2 separate regions of the Triticum aestivum genome follow, and region 1 is linked to region 2. The links are chromatin contacts, called in public Hi-C maps. All regions are on one chromosome and are shown on one strand. Each heading gives the region's core, a stretch centred on a gene start, on an enhancer-like site or on the middle of the called end of the contact. The rest is flanking DNA. Distances are from core to core; before and after follow the strand shown. Region 1 holds the start of LOC123123909 (ABC transporter G family member 3). Region 2 overlaps LOC123123908 (mediator of RNA polymerase II transcription subunit 13).

Region 1 (7,316 bases), core at 4,487-6,986, 62 kb after region 2:
CCAATTGGACTAGGGGGGGGGGTGGTGCCCCCCTTTCCCTTTCCTACTCCCTCTCCCTTTCCCCCTTTCCCACTCCGACAAGGAAAGGGGAATCCTACTAGGATTGGGAGTCGTAATAGGACTCCCCCCATGGCGCGCCCCTCTAGGCCGGGGCAAGGGGGCACCCCAAGACACAACAGTTATTCTCTTAGCTGTGTGCGGTGCCCCCCTCCACAGTTTACTCCTCCGGTCATAGCGTCGTAGTGCTTAGGTGAAGCCCTGCGCGGATTACATCACCATCACCGTCACCCCGCCGTCGTGCTGAAGAAACTCTCCTTTGACCCTCTGCTGGATCAAGAGTTCGAGGGACGTCACCGAGCTGAACGCGTGCTGAACTCGGAGGTGCCGTATGTTTGGTACTTGATTGGTTGGATCGTGAAGACGTTTGACTACATCAACCGCGTTAAACTAATGCTTCCCCTTTCGGTCTACGAGGGTACGTGGACACACTCTCCCCCTCTCGTTGCTATGCATCTCCAAGATAGATCTTGCGTGATCGTAGGAATTTTTTTAAAATTGCATGCTACGTTCCCCAACACAAAGTTCCTCCACGAAAGAGGAAGCTTAGTGATGATGCCTCCGGCAACAAACTTGTCCGGTAACATACATTTGAAGTGCTCAAGTTCTCTATAAAATGACTATATCTCGTGAGCTTGCTCAACCACAGAGCGCTCATCAGTCATCCTTTAATCATAGAATTGTTCCATGATGTACAGCTCAGTGCCGGCATCCGAGACCCCAAACTTGGCCTCGAGTGCATCCCACATATCTTTTCCATTATCAATTGACGGATAAGCATCAACTATGTTCTCACCAAGAACACTCAAGAGAACAGCCTTAAAAGGGTATCCATTTTCTGAAAAGCTTGTTCCTGTTGAGGATCAAGATCTCCTTCAGGTTTGCCAAGAGTGGCGTCATAGAAAGTCATGGTTTGAAACCATAAGACTGCTCTCACGCGCCACCTCTTATAGTGCACACCCTCAAACATAGGAGGCCTCATGGATGCAGCAAAACCACTTGGGGTAAATTGCCTATAATAAGGTTTTTGGATTGTTGGAAATATGAGTAATTTACCATATGATTTTATTATAAATACTAGATAAATCATGACTAATGTAGTAGGGATTAAACATGTCATGTAATCTAACAGAGAGAAGGAAAATAACATTTGCGCATATGAACTATAAGGGAAGATATCTAGAATAGATAGTAGAAGAAGAAACTGCAGCAGGATTTTGAACAAGAAGAACATGAACACGTAGGGAACAACGGCAGAAGCATTGGTCTTGGGGTCGACATCCTCGCCGGCCATGTCGTCGAAGAGGTTGTTGATGTCGGGGAAGAAGTCGTCACTGGGGATGTGGTCATCGGTGTCCGAAGTGTCCGTGATGAACTGGTCAGTAGTTGCGCAGAGCGCTACCCGAAAACCATATCACCCTTCTCCCGTACAGGACTCAAAGAGGTGGGGTTTCAGAGGCCTACTGTCCTGACCTGCGGTGCACGTCGCAAGCTGGGATGGGGAAGATCATAGCAGCAGGTCAGAGATTGGGACTCGGTGGCGAGAGGGAGGCAAATAGGCTGCGACGGGAGCTAAGCAAAGGAGGGAGACGAAACGAACAGGCAACAGCCGAAGGGTGCAGCGAACCTATAGCAAAAACTTTCCAGCTGTCGAGTGACCTTTCGTATACCCATCATGCGTGGCAAAAATTTAGACATCGGCTCGGCTCATTCCCGCAACAGGCGGCGGAGGAGGAGCGCGCGTGAATGTCCCTCTTGTTCTCATGCTCATACATGTGGGGAAACAACCTCCCTTATAAGGAGGTCCAACTCCTACCGAACTAACAATGTGGGACCAAACTTTAGTTCCACCTTTTGCCTTGCACGAATGAGCTAAGTGTGCCTCTAGGATTTATTAGGAATTTCTGAAATTAATTGTTGGTCTGGCCCAAAATAGACAAAAATTCCAGCAAGTCCTATAGGACGGGCGCGTCCAGGCGTCCCATTACCGCCCCAGATATAGGCTAGGTATGTGGAGTACGAGTCAGTCCAGGCGTTTGAGCCAAATTTGCCAAGGGCAATGACAAGTTTGCGTACGGGCAGCAACCGGGCAGCCCTCTAGGACGTCCGGGGCGGATATGAGGGTCCGATTGTATATGCTCTAGTGGACATCTTCATGCGTATTGGTATTGCAATACGTTACGTACTTGTATTATCTGACCAAAAATAGTACTATGGTACTCCTTGTGTCAGGTGATACCAACCCATAAATACTCCTATGGTACCAACTTAAAAAATCCAAATTTAGACGTTCCAAAAGATTCTAAAAAAATCATGGATGTTCACGATATACACAGAGAAACAAAAATGGCAAATCTTTCATGAATAGTGTCAAAAGAAGACAAAAGCAAAGATGACACTATTCACGTCTGAATTTGTCATTTTTGTTTCTCCATGCGTATTTCGAATTTTGATCTGAATTTTTTAGGGGCTGTAGACATATATGTTGTAAACATCCATGGTTTTTTTCGTAATTTTTAAGATGTTTAAATTTGAAAATTTTAACTTGATATCATAGGAACATGTGAAGGATGGTATCACTAGATATTTTCCCATGAGGAGTAGTACTTGTGGCTGGCTTGTATGAAAACCTCAAAAACGAGCGAGTACACTGCTAATGAGGAACACACTACGTAGTGAACAAGGCACTCAAATTCTACTGGTTCCAAACAGAATTACTACGAGGCATCTGCGACGTCGTTCCGTACATCGGACACACTATCCATCCGCAGGCGGCGTTTGGGCGCATCCACGAACACTATTTTTCATAAGAGCCAAACAAAATTGAAGTAGACACGACATTTTTCTTTATAAACATTTGGATTTTCATTTGTCTATACTTATCCAGAGTGGGCGGCCGTCTCCTACGCCCTACTTTATCCGCCTCCTGGTCGTTAGTGGTTGTTGTCCGCCGCCTCTGCGTGGCCGTTGACGTCGTCGGTGGAGGTGCGGTTTGCAAGAGCGCCAACGAGACGACATCACACCTGTTCTACAAATGTAGACTCAAGTTGCGTGTTTGGAGATTTGTCGAAGACTGGCTTAGCTTGGTGGATTGATGGGCGTCAAAGCGCTCCCGTCAGCGTTGGTGGCTCAACATGGCGAGACCCAACATTGATCACCGACTGACCATGGCGTCCCAATCTGGGTGAGGGTGACGCGGCTAGGCTTAATCTGGGTGACGGCGTGCGCCAGACACTCGAGCAACACCATACCTCGAGAGTAATTGGTTTATGTAATAACCGTCAGATGTCCTATGAATTAAGCTCTGTACTGCTCCTATGTAATAACCGTCAGTAGTACTTCTCCTTAATCAACAAACGAGGCAAATCTCTTACCTCGGTTTTCAAAAGAAAAAAAAAAGTAGACTTGGCAGCCGTTGGAATCTCTCGCTCTTGTACACTTTGAGTGTGAAGGAAGGAAAGAAGGGGAGAAGTTAACTTAGAAGCTTCTTTTCTTTTGTGTGACCCTTTCTCCCTTTTGCCGCCCACGTTTGAACTGAATTCTTTTCCCTCACACATAGACATACAAGATCAAAAGCAAAGGGGAAAAGAAAAAGTCCTATGCAAAAGAAGAGATGGAAACTCTTCCTCCTACTCAGGCCAACTCCACCGCACGACCCCATCCTGTCCGGTCCCGTCCGTTTGGGGTAAAAGGGACAAACGAGGCGGCCCAGCGCGCGACGGCCCGGACCCATCTTGTCCGTTTTCTGTCCGGGCCGACCCATTTCGAGCGCAAACTTGCCTCGTCCGCGTCGTTTTGGGGTAAAACGGACGCGCGCCTCGTCCGCGTCGGGGCCGCGTGGCAGGCGGCCACCTACCTCCCACCCGCCCACATCAATGCGCACGAGCGGGCGGCCCCACCTGTCATCCGCACATCGAAAGGTCGCCGTCCTTCTTTAAGTGGGAACCGTGGACCGCTCGTCCTCCACACTGCCCCACGCCACCCCGCGGCCTCCTCGAAACCCGACAGCCCCAATCCCAAACCCTAGCCAAGAACTCGCCGGCCGGCCGCCCGCAGCCATGGGGCTATGGAACTACGGCCGCAAAGGCAAGCACGACCGCGAGGCTGGCTCCTCGTCGGGACGCTGCCGCGGCTCGGTGAAGAAGGAGGAGCCCGCGTCGTCATCGCCACCACGCCGGGCCCCACGCCGCCCGCGTTCTCCATCGCGCCCACGTCCGCCAGCAAGCGCGACCGGCATTACATCCGCGCGTCGGTGTGCCGCCGTTATTGGGAGACGAGGACGCCGCTCCCCTGGAGCGACGTCCACCTCCCCAATAACTGGCATCTCTCCGCCGACCGGGTCCCGATCCCGCCAGTCCCGACGAGCGGCCGTGCGCGCGACGAGGAGATTGAGCGCCGCCGCCGCCTCCTCCCCGACGACCTCTTCTACGAAGCTAGGTACGCCCCCGACTCCGGGCTCTGGGACACCTGGTTTCGTGACGAGCACGACACCAGGCGCGCGTCGTTCTTCGTCGGGATGTCGACGGGGCCGCGGCGGCCACGTCGGGAGCGCGCAGCGCCTTCTCCCCAGAAGCGCGGGCGTAGGCGGGTGCGCGGCGTCACACCCACGCCGTCGCCTTCGCCATCTCCATCGCCACCACCACCTCCTCGCATGACGGAGGAGGAGGAGGCCCGTCTCGTTGCGCGCGTCATGGAGGACTCCATGCGCACGCACGATGAGCGCCAGTGGGAGGGCCTTGAGGAGATGCTGGCCCGCTCCGCCGCCGGCGAGGTCGCCATCCCCGAGCTGGAGATGGTGCCGAAGGAGGAGGTGGTGGAGGAGCCGCCGGTGGCCGCGTTCCACCCGGCCCTGGTGGGCCAGGGGTGGGGCTGGTCGTGCACGGCCCGGAGATGGCCGACGCCGTGGGCGTGAACTGGTGCCCCACGCCGCCGCGGTCACCGGAGCGGGAGGTGTCGCCACGGGAGGAGGTGGTGCAGGCACCTCCCGCCGGCCAGCCCGCCCCCGTCTACCACGCACCGCCGGCCCACCTCAGCGACGACGACACCGGCGGCCAGTGAAGACGGCGACAGCCACGGCATCGACGGGCGCGGCAGGAGCGCGCGGGAGGCGTTTTTTAATTTTGTTTTTATGTTAATTATTAAACTGGGCCGTTTAAGTGTATTGAGAAACTAAGCCGTTTTGTGGCCGTTACCCCTATATATGTTTTATGTTTTTTTAAATGCGTTCATGTACTTTTTTTAGTCATTTCATTCTAGTTTTTATATATTTTTTTATTCACGTCCATACCGGACATGTTTTGGGTGCGACCGCGCGTTGGGCGCACCCACAACCCATCAGACAAACGCGGACATGGGCGAACCCATTGCCGCCCCAAAGGGACAAAAACCGCCAAACCGGACGTCCGTTTGCGGTCAGTTGCAACAAACCAGTTTTCTAATAATTAATCAGGAGTGGAGTGGAGTAATTTTCTTCATTGTTTTGTTGGGTAGTGGTAGTGGTATTGGTGTTGTTTCTTGTTTGGGAGGGAGTGAGCGAAGCGGAGTGGTCACCAGTCTCCTCTCTCTACTGTTGCTGTCGCCAGACGGCCAGAGTCGCGTCGCCTGTCCGTCTGTCCTCCGTCGTCGTCTTCCTCGGTCCTCGTGACGACACTGCTCCACTCTACAAACCGCTCTACGCCACTCCACTCCCCACTCCTCCGCTACCCGCCTCCCGAGGCTCCGTCCGTCTCCATTTCTGCCAGCTGGGCCATCACACACTCACATGCTCACCCTCACTCTCTCCCCTCCCACTCCACTCCTGCTCTTGCTCTGCTCTCCTGCAGCTCAGCTCGGCTCAGCTCAGCTAGCTCGACGCCTTTCTCTTCCGCAGAGAGGAGCAGCACTCCATTAAAGAGAGCGAGCAGAGCACCACCGAGGAAAGAGGAAAATCCTCTCTTTAAACAAAGCGAAAAGGGAGCCCCAAAGCCGAAAGCCAAAGCGGCAATGGCGTCCTAGATTCCAGACCAGAGCAACTTGAGCGAAGCAAATCAAAGCCAAGCAGAGCAGAGAGATTTCCCACTCCCACTCATCTCCACTCTCTCTCCCCCTCTCTATCTTATTGGCGATGGAGGCGACGTCGTCGGACCAGTACCGCTCGAGCTCCTCCTCGGCGGGCAGCCCCTCCGCCCCGGCCGGCGGCGCGGGGCGGCGCTACTACTTCCCGAGGCCGGGCCGGCCCGTCTCCTTCGAGGACTCGCCGGACTGGGGGGACGACATCACCGTCGACGCCGCCGGGGCCGCCCACGACTCCTCCTCCTCCTCCATCCACCTCGCCTCCGCCTCCGCCGCCAGCAGCGCCTACCCGTCCCCGTCCCCCTCTCTCCCCGGGCCCTCCGCCTCCGGCTCCGGATTCCGGGAGCGCAAGGTGGCCGGCGCCGCGCTCGTCTGGAAGGAGCTCAGCGTCTCCGTCCGGGACGGCCGCCGCCCCGGACGCGTCGTCAGGGGCTCCAGCGGCTACGCGCTGCCCGGCACCCTCACCGTCGTCATGGGCCCCGCCCGCTCCGGCAAATCCACCCTCCTCCGAGCCATATCAGGTTATTACAGATTCTTTGCCTCGCCGTCGCTGCCATTGACTCAACTTGAGCTCCACCCTGCTGCCATTGACTGACTGACTGAATTTGAGCTCACTAACCGCTCTGCTCTCAGGGAGGCTGCGCGGCGCCGAGCGGATGTACGGCGAGGTCTTCGTCAATGGCGTCAAGTCACCCTTGCCATATGGATCATATGTAAGCTCTTTCTTCCATTTGATGTACAATTTGATGTTTCAAGTCTGGACTCTGGAACTATTTGCCCATCTGAAAAAAGAAAACGGACACTCCTACTGAAAAGGAGAGTGTGTGTCCTATGTTAAATCAAACACCTTCAGACTACTGTGAACTAATGCCACTTATCATACCGGCCAAATCTCACTGCTTGATGGCCATTTAGAGATGCCACTTATCACATTCACCACTACTCCACATGCTCAAAGCATCATGTTTCAAGTTTAGTGTCGTCGGGTGCAAGTGATCGATTTGATCGTGTCACACCAAACAACCGAATTACCTATCACCATATGGATCATATGTAAGCTCTTTCTTCCTCACACAGACCACTACTAGTCTAGTTACTACTCTGCTGCCTCCCAATTCTGGTGCTTCAAGTCTGAACCTACTTAATTTGCCCATGCACACCTGAAAAAAAAATGCACATGTCTGATGAAAAGCGTGTGTGTGTTCTCT
Region 2 (7,368 bases), core at 1,253-3,752:
GTATTAGTAGCCGCCAAGACACTACAGTTCTCCAAAGCCTATTCATTCAAATTCTGCAGCAGGGTTGTCAAATAATGTCGTCTTCACCAGAGGCTAGCAATATGAGATCAAGAGATGTAGTAATAACCCGTATTGGAGGTTTCCTTGAACTTGAAATCCAGGGTACTAATCAATTTGATCATTAACTCTGTATTTTTCACTTGATAGGCCATATCTATGTGTTTGTAATGTCAATGAATTGTTTATGCAGAATGGCAAAAGGCAATATACTCTTTTGGTGGCAACGAGGTAAAGAAGTGGCCTGTGCAGCTACGGCGATCTATACCTGATGGTATTCCGTCAAATTCTAATGGACCAACACTCGAGCAACAAGATATGGGCTTAATCCAGGACAGAAACATGCCTTCCTCACCAAGTACGTTATACAGCCCCCATCCAAAATCTAGCTTCACGAAAGGTCAGCCAGGCAACAAAAAGCAGATCCTAGCGGAACAAACTGGAATCGAAGGTTCAAGGGGTTCACTGCACTTAGTTCGTAGCATCAGTTTGGTTGCAGTTTCGCAAGATAGCTCACTGCATCTTGCATGCCAAGCGGATCTGCTGGCGACAAGGCCTACTTCTGGTAAGTACTGTCTGTCTGTGTATGTTACTGCATGTTATTATTATCTCCACCTACAAGTGAGTACTTTATTTAATGTGGGGATTTATAAAGTAAATGATCATCACTAAAGGATACAAATACATTCATGATTATCTGTTTTGAATCTTGATCGGGCTAAGTGTCATTACTAATGTGGGGATTTATATGATTATTTGTCAAGTAAAGGATCATGCTTTTAAGGAAATCCATCCATAGTTAAGGACAGTGTCATTACTATTTACTAATGTTCCTTTCCCGTCTCTTACAGGTGAAGGGAATCAAAGCAGCAGCACTGGGGCATCTAGTTACTTAGACGGGTTTGCCCCAGTCAAATCCATAGGGTCAATGTCTGCATCGTATCTTCTGGTTCCATCACCAAGTATGCGATATCTTTCCCCTGCAACACTACAGCTTCCAACTTGCCTTACATCGGAATCCCCACCACTTGCCCACCTATTGCACAGCAAAGGGACAGCAACTCCCTTGGCAATGGGTTATGTCGTCTCCAAAGCTGTCCCACCAGTAAGAAAGCAACCCACCAAGGAGGACAGCAGGCACTCGGTTCTCTCTGTTAGCATTGTCGATTACTACGGAGGCACTGTCCAAGACAAGATGAGCAGAGGGAGCAAGCAGGCTGCAAGGCATGAAACATCAGCCCGTGATTACGTAACTGACATGCACAATGTGCTGGAAGCGGTGGCTGCCGAGCTCCACGCCCTTTCGTGGATGACAGTGAGCCCGGTGTACATGGAAAGGCGCAGCGCGCTCCCCTTCCACTGTGATATGGTTCTGAGGTTGAGGAGACTTCTCCACTACGCCGATCGACATCTCTCTCAGCCAACAGACAAGGGAGATGTTAGCTAGCTTAGAGAGGTGATCGCTAATTCGCATGATCGAAACTATAGCTGTTTGTTTTACAAGGGCTAGATGCTGCTTAAACCTAAGTGTCTGTCTCTGTTGTATCTAGATTAGGTAGGTAGGCAGGTGAAGAGTGCGTTGATGAGCTGGCCTAGCCCGGTTTTGCTTTGATAGCAAGAGTGCTAATTTCTTGGGTTGAGGATGTGTGTAATAGCAATACCTCTCCCTGGAATGTAATCGTTGTAACATTGTAGAAGGTAACTCAGTCGTATTTGTCGTTCATCGGCTTGAGGTTTCATGTTGCTGCTGACACCTTTATTTTTCAATTTTTGCGTGTTAAGGCGTTGGAGATGCCCTAAGTAAGTGGCAGCTGCAGGAGCTACTGGAATCTCTCACTAACTCACTCTAGCTCCTCGAGTGTGAATGAAGGAGGGCAGGGAGAAATCCGTTAAGAACTTAAGATGAGAAGCTTCTCTTTTCTTTCTTTTGTCCCGGTAATACCCCTTTCCAGTGCTTCTGAAAAGCGATGCTCCAAATTGCTTCAGAAAATAACACTTTTGGAGCATCGATTTTGTTTGTTTTGCCATGTTTTCCGTGAATGTCATCGAAACTTTACAGGCTATGAAAACATTTGTCAATTTTGTTATATAAACAACCTATTCAGAATTTTTGAATCTGTTATTTATTTATTGATTTATTGATTTTACTGTTCACTAGAGTTCACATGAGCTCGAGCTTAGCTCAACCGCATCTTGTCCTTAAGGGCTAATTAACCTAGAATTGGAGCTGAGAAACACATAAGATCTTCTTTTTTACTGCCTGGCCGTGTAAGTAAAATTTCCTTGGCAGCAATTGCAAGCTGTTGGTACATACATACATACGCATGTTGCAGCTTTCTTATAAACCAAGCACATAGTATTTCACATGCCTTCTTGGCTGGTCAGGTCAGGTACAACTGTATGCATGCAAGCCTTACCAGATAGGCAGTGGGTGGTCCTTGGTTTGTCACTAGCACACACTGGTTGGATGCATCCTTGGTTTGTTGTACTGCAGCCAAGTGAAGTTTGTTGAGGGACCATCTTGTCGGTGTGAGTGTGAAAGTCCTTTTTCTACTCCCGAGCTCAAAATGAGTTTAGATGACCAGTAAAATTGAATAATTTTTGTGTGTGGCAAACTTTGACAAATATTTTGTATGATGGAATTTTTTTATCAAGAAATGCATTCGTGGAAGTCATGGTAAAAAGACAAGATCAACACACCAAAATGCTTTCAAAAATAGCATTTTTGTTCTTTTTTTGTAATGACTTACATGAATGTCCTTTCATGATAAACTTTTACAAGCACACAAAACATTTGTCAAAGTTTACGACAAAAAAAACCATGGATTTTTTCAATTTTTTTTTTTTTGAAATTTACAGTTTGGCTAGATCCAGCCTTTCTCTTTGTCCTCTTGGAGCTGGGTCGGCCAATGGAAACAGGCACTTGACAAGTCCACGGTGTAAGTGACACTGCACTGCAATGGTTATACATAGATTATCACACCTGATCTGCTGCTGGCGCTGGAGTACAAATGGAGGAATGTACTTGATGCACACCTGCATGTGGCTGTCATGGAGATCTGCACTTCACACATGCGTGTGGTTTGGGCGATTATTTATTTATTTATGCAATTACTCTTAGTAGATTGAAGATTGTTTAGTGCTGGCTAGTGTGTTCTGTAAAAGTTTAGTGTTGTGTGCGGTGTTTTTTTGTCTAATTTTAAAAATTGGTGGTAAACTGTTGATGACACCGCAATTGTGGTGGTTTTATGCTTTTTATACTCATCTGAATCTGGCCGTAGAAGCTGCCAGTAGAGCAGGATGACACAAGAATAGAATACTAGTCGAGATGATCAAAGCAGTAGCAGAGCATTCATTCATTTCATGATACAATTTAATTTAAAAACTTCAAGAATAGAATAGTCGAGATGATATCTGGGGAATGGGGAGGTTGGCAGACACAGATTACAGAGCAAATCCATCATCATCAAACTTCAAGCAAATGCAATTAAAAAAAAAAACCTATAGAGGCTATGGTTCAGAGACTCAGTGTTTGGCCCGACGGCCTTAAAAAAATTATGAAAGGCGCTCTGGAGAAATCTCTAGCTGCTGCTGCTGCTGCTGCTTCTTCTTCCCCGAGCCACGGCTGGGCACTATCGATATCTCTTCCCCAAGTCTTGGGTACATTACATTACCGTAGGAAAGAAGAAATGCGCACGGATGTATGTAGATGTAGATGGAATTGTACGCACACATCGATCCCTAAGAAAAGAAGAACCCCACCGACATGTGCAAGCCTAGATAGAAATTGAAGCATCTTTTTATTTTTATTTTTGCCTTTGTATGCAAGTAAAATTTCCTTGCCAGCAATTGCAAGGTGGCGATGCAATTCCTTCCTTCCTTGTAACCAAGTAGTGTGCTGTACACCAACACAGGACTCCCTTCCCTCCGTGTCAAGATACAAGACGGTAAGTATTTCACACGTCGTTTTTTGGCTCGTCACGTCAGGTAAGACAAGACAGACCGTGGGTAGTAAGTACATAGGATAGGATGCATCTATCTATCTATCCTACAGTAGATTGGACTGCACGGCAGCCAAGTGAAGCTTGTTGCTCGACTGTGCCATGTGACCATGCATGAGCACAGCTGAGTGCAGTGTAGATGCAGCTCTTGTCTTGTTTGGAGCTGGGCCAGCCAATGCAAACATGCACTCCACAACGAAAGTCCTTGACGGTGTCAAAGTGTCACAGGTGCTGCTAGGCTAGCTAATGGTGTTTGCAGAAGAAAGAAAACAGCTCCAGCTGATGGATCGATCGGATGGACCATCACTGAGCCAGCAAATGACACATTCCGACCTTTCAGTCTCTCTGTCTACGGAGTACTCCTACTGGAGTACTAGATTGAAGATTGTTTTGTCAAGTGCTTTATTAATAATTATACTACTCCCTCCCTCCCTCCGTCTGGAAATACTTGTCAGAGAAATGGATGAATCTAAATGTTTTTTAGTTATACATACATCCAATTTTATCCAAGTATTTTGGGACGAAGCATTAAGCTAGCTGGCCCTACGGTTACAAATATTGGTCTAAATCTGGCTGTAGTTGGATCAGACAAGAATAGAATACTCGATCGAATTGCCCTACTGCATGCTAGCACACGTGACCTGGCGCATTCATTCATTTCATGATACACTACGTACTACTCCCTCTGTTTCTAAATATAAGTGTTTGTATAGAGATTTCAATATGGACAACATACGGATGTATCTAAATGCATTTTAGAGTATAGATTCACTTATTTTACTCCGTATGTGGTCCATAATGAAATCTCTCCAAAGACTTATATTTAGGAACGGAGGAAGTACTCCCTCCGTTCCGATTTACTCGTGGTGGTTTTAGTTCAAAGAAATTGGCAAACACAGATTACAGCGCATGCAAACCCAGCAGCATCAATTCGATTGTAATCACGTACGTACAGTTGTACTACAAATGTACAGTGATAATGAGGTGAAAGCGATGCAGATGGATGAAAAAGTTGCATCAATGTTGGTGACCTGTCCTTGGGAAGCAAATGCACATGCATGCCCGTTGTTAGTATACGTATATATAAAGTTGTACTACGAAATTAACGAAAATTAATATGGATTTGGAAGGAGCAGTATATGATTCATCGAGTAGGGCATTTCGGTGCCCAGGCTCATCTGCACCCGGTTAGAAAAAAATTCGTAGCAAATTGAAAACAAATTCAAAAAATTCCATTTTTTTTGTGCGGTAGAAAATTTTATGCGTGATGCCTGCTTCAAATTTCAAGTCATTTGGACATCTGAGCTGAGGAGCTCTCAGCAAAAAACATCGTATTGCACCCTCGTTTTGTTAGATGAGAAGCTTCTCTTCTTTTGTTTGATTCTTTCGCCTTTGCCCACCCTCGTTTGAACTTTTTTGGAGGTTAACCTATTGGTGTTGTTGCTTGTTTGCTGATGGTGCTTAAAGTGAGCAGCTCCAGCTGATGGACCATCATTGCGCTAAATGACACACTTTGACCTTTCACTCTTGCTGTCTGTCTTAGGATCCCTTTAATCCTTTCGCTGCCATGGTTACTTTTAAAATGAGAAGTAATCTATTGGTACCGGAGTACCAGTACAGATGGAATGTACTGCACACATGTGGCTATCATGGAGATCTGCACCGCACACATGCGTGTGGGTGATTAGTTACTCCCTAGTACTAGATTGAAAATTGTTTTAGATGCTTAAGCTGGTCCTAGAGTTGCAATGTCTGTCTGGTCTGAATCTGGCTGGATCTGCCAGTAGAATAGGATCAGACAAGAATAGAATACTCGATCGAATCGGTACTTGTCCATCCAGCGCACGCGTCTCGTTCATTTCATGATGATATCCGGGGAGATTGGCAAACACAGATTACAGAGTAAAAGCCATCATCATAAATTCGATTAATGTAGAGTAGTACTAACTGGTACAGTACTACTGATACTGAGGAGAAAGCGACGCAGGTGGAGTAGTAACATGAGTAAATCAGTGTGGTCCTTGAGAAGCAAATGCATATGCATCCCATCACCGGGAGAAGGACATCTTCAACGCGGACCCGCAATCATCCGGACCGCGCGCCCAGACATGTTTTGTCATCTAACACGGTTATGTATGTGTCCGTGGGCCGGTCCGGATGTCTTTTTTCTCGCAAACCGGAAGCAAACCGGGGGGCTTTGCCGGAGTCCGGACCGCTGCCTCGTAAGCGACCGACAAACTTGACCCGCCCAAAACCCCTCTCCCTCGCCCGCGCACTTTCACACCAGAGCGCCAGCTCCGCATTCATATCGGCCCAGAGCGGACGCGGTCGCTAACTGGAGCAGGCATTGAAGCGGCTTGCCGACCGAGAGCGCAACACGTTGCGCACGCCTTCTCGCCGCATTGAAACGACACCCGTCTGTTAAACCAGCACGTGTGTCAAGGAACCTACTCTGGTGCCTCAAGCGCCACACGTCCGTCCCTGTACCGGCCGGCATTAAACACCTCTCCGACTGGCGCCTCACATCTGCCCGCTACATAAATGTGGCTAGGCGCCGGGCGTGAACCACACCTCACCTCAGCTCTCCATCTCCTCCTTGTACCACACCTGCCATGGCCTCCGGCTCCAAAATCTTGTGGGACGGCCTCTCCAGCGAGCAGAAGAAGGAGCTCTTCGGCTTGCAGCGCCTGGGTTGCCCGACGAGCTAGCCAGATACAAGCTGTCTTTCCGATAAACTCTTCGTAGTCGGCGCCACTGCCCTCACCCGTCCAGGCTGGTGAATGCCGTCTTCGGCAAACACAACGCGAACGATGGTGGCAATGTTGAGGAACGTAGCATGCAATTTGAAAAAAATTCCTACGATCACGCACGATCTATCTAGGAGATGCATAGCAACGAGAGGGGGAGAGTGTGTCCACGTACCCTCGTAGACCGAAAGCGGAAGCGTTAGTTTAACGCGGTTGATGTAGTCGAACGTCTTCACGATCCAACCGATCAAGCACCGAACGTACGACACCTCCGAGTTCAGCACACGTTCAGCTCGATGACGTCCCTCGAACTCTTGATCCAGCAGAGAGTCGAGGGAGAGTTTCGTCAGCACGACGGCGTGGTGACGGTGATGGTGATGTGATCCGCGCAGAGCTTCCCTAAGCACTACGACGCTATGACCAGAGGAGTAAACTATGGAGGGGGCACCGCACACGGCTAAGAGAACAATTGATGTGCTTTGGGGTGCCCCCTGCCCCGTATATAAAGGAGGAGAGGGAGGAGGCCGGCAAAGGAGCGCGCCAAGGGGGGAGGAAACCGACTT

The links. Hi-C and Micro-C count contacts between places; a contact is called where the count stands out from the background.
Region 1: a Hi-C map of leaf shows a contact between it and region 2, with 3 times the contacts expected there. The contact joins the promoter of LOC123123909 here to the enhancer-like site in region 2. A contact is called at or near these places in 3 of 5 Hi-C or Micro-C datasets (leaf and an unstated tissue).

Annotation. Positions count from the first base shown.
Region 1 is chr5D:561,127,394-561,134,709 of IWGSC CS RefSeq v2.1, forward strand. LOC123123909 (ABC transporter G family member 3) reads left to right here and starts at 5,737. Exons shown (of 11, transcript XM_044544565.1): 1 at 5,737-6,629; 2 at 6,742-6,821. The coding sequence starts at 6,161.
Region 2 is chr5D:561,068,384-561,075,751 of IWGSC CS RefSeq v2.1, forward strand. LOC123123908 (mediator of RNA polymerase II transcription subunit 13) reads left to right here. Exons shown (of 23, transcript XM_044544560.1): 21 at 1-162; 22 at 251-622; 23 at 909-1,824. The coding sequence ends at 1,504. Among protein-coding and RNA genes, the nearest start is that of LOC123123908, 19 kb to the left of the region's middle. Within about 2 kb of position 2,503, at least 1 of the 8 cell types and tissues checked has an H3K27ac peak or open chromatin away from gene starts, as enhancers often do.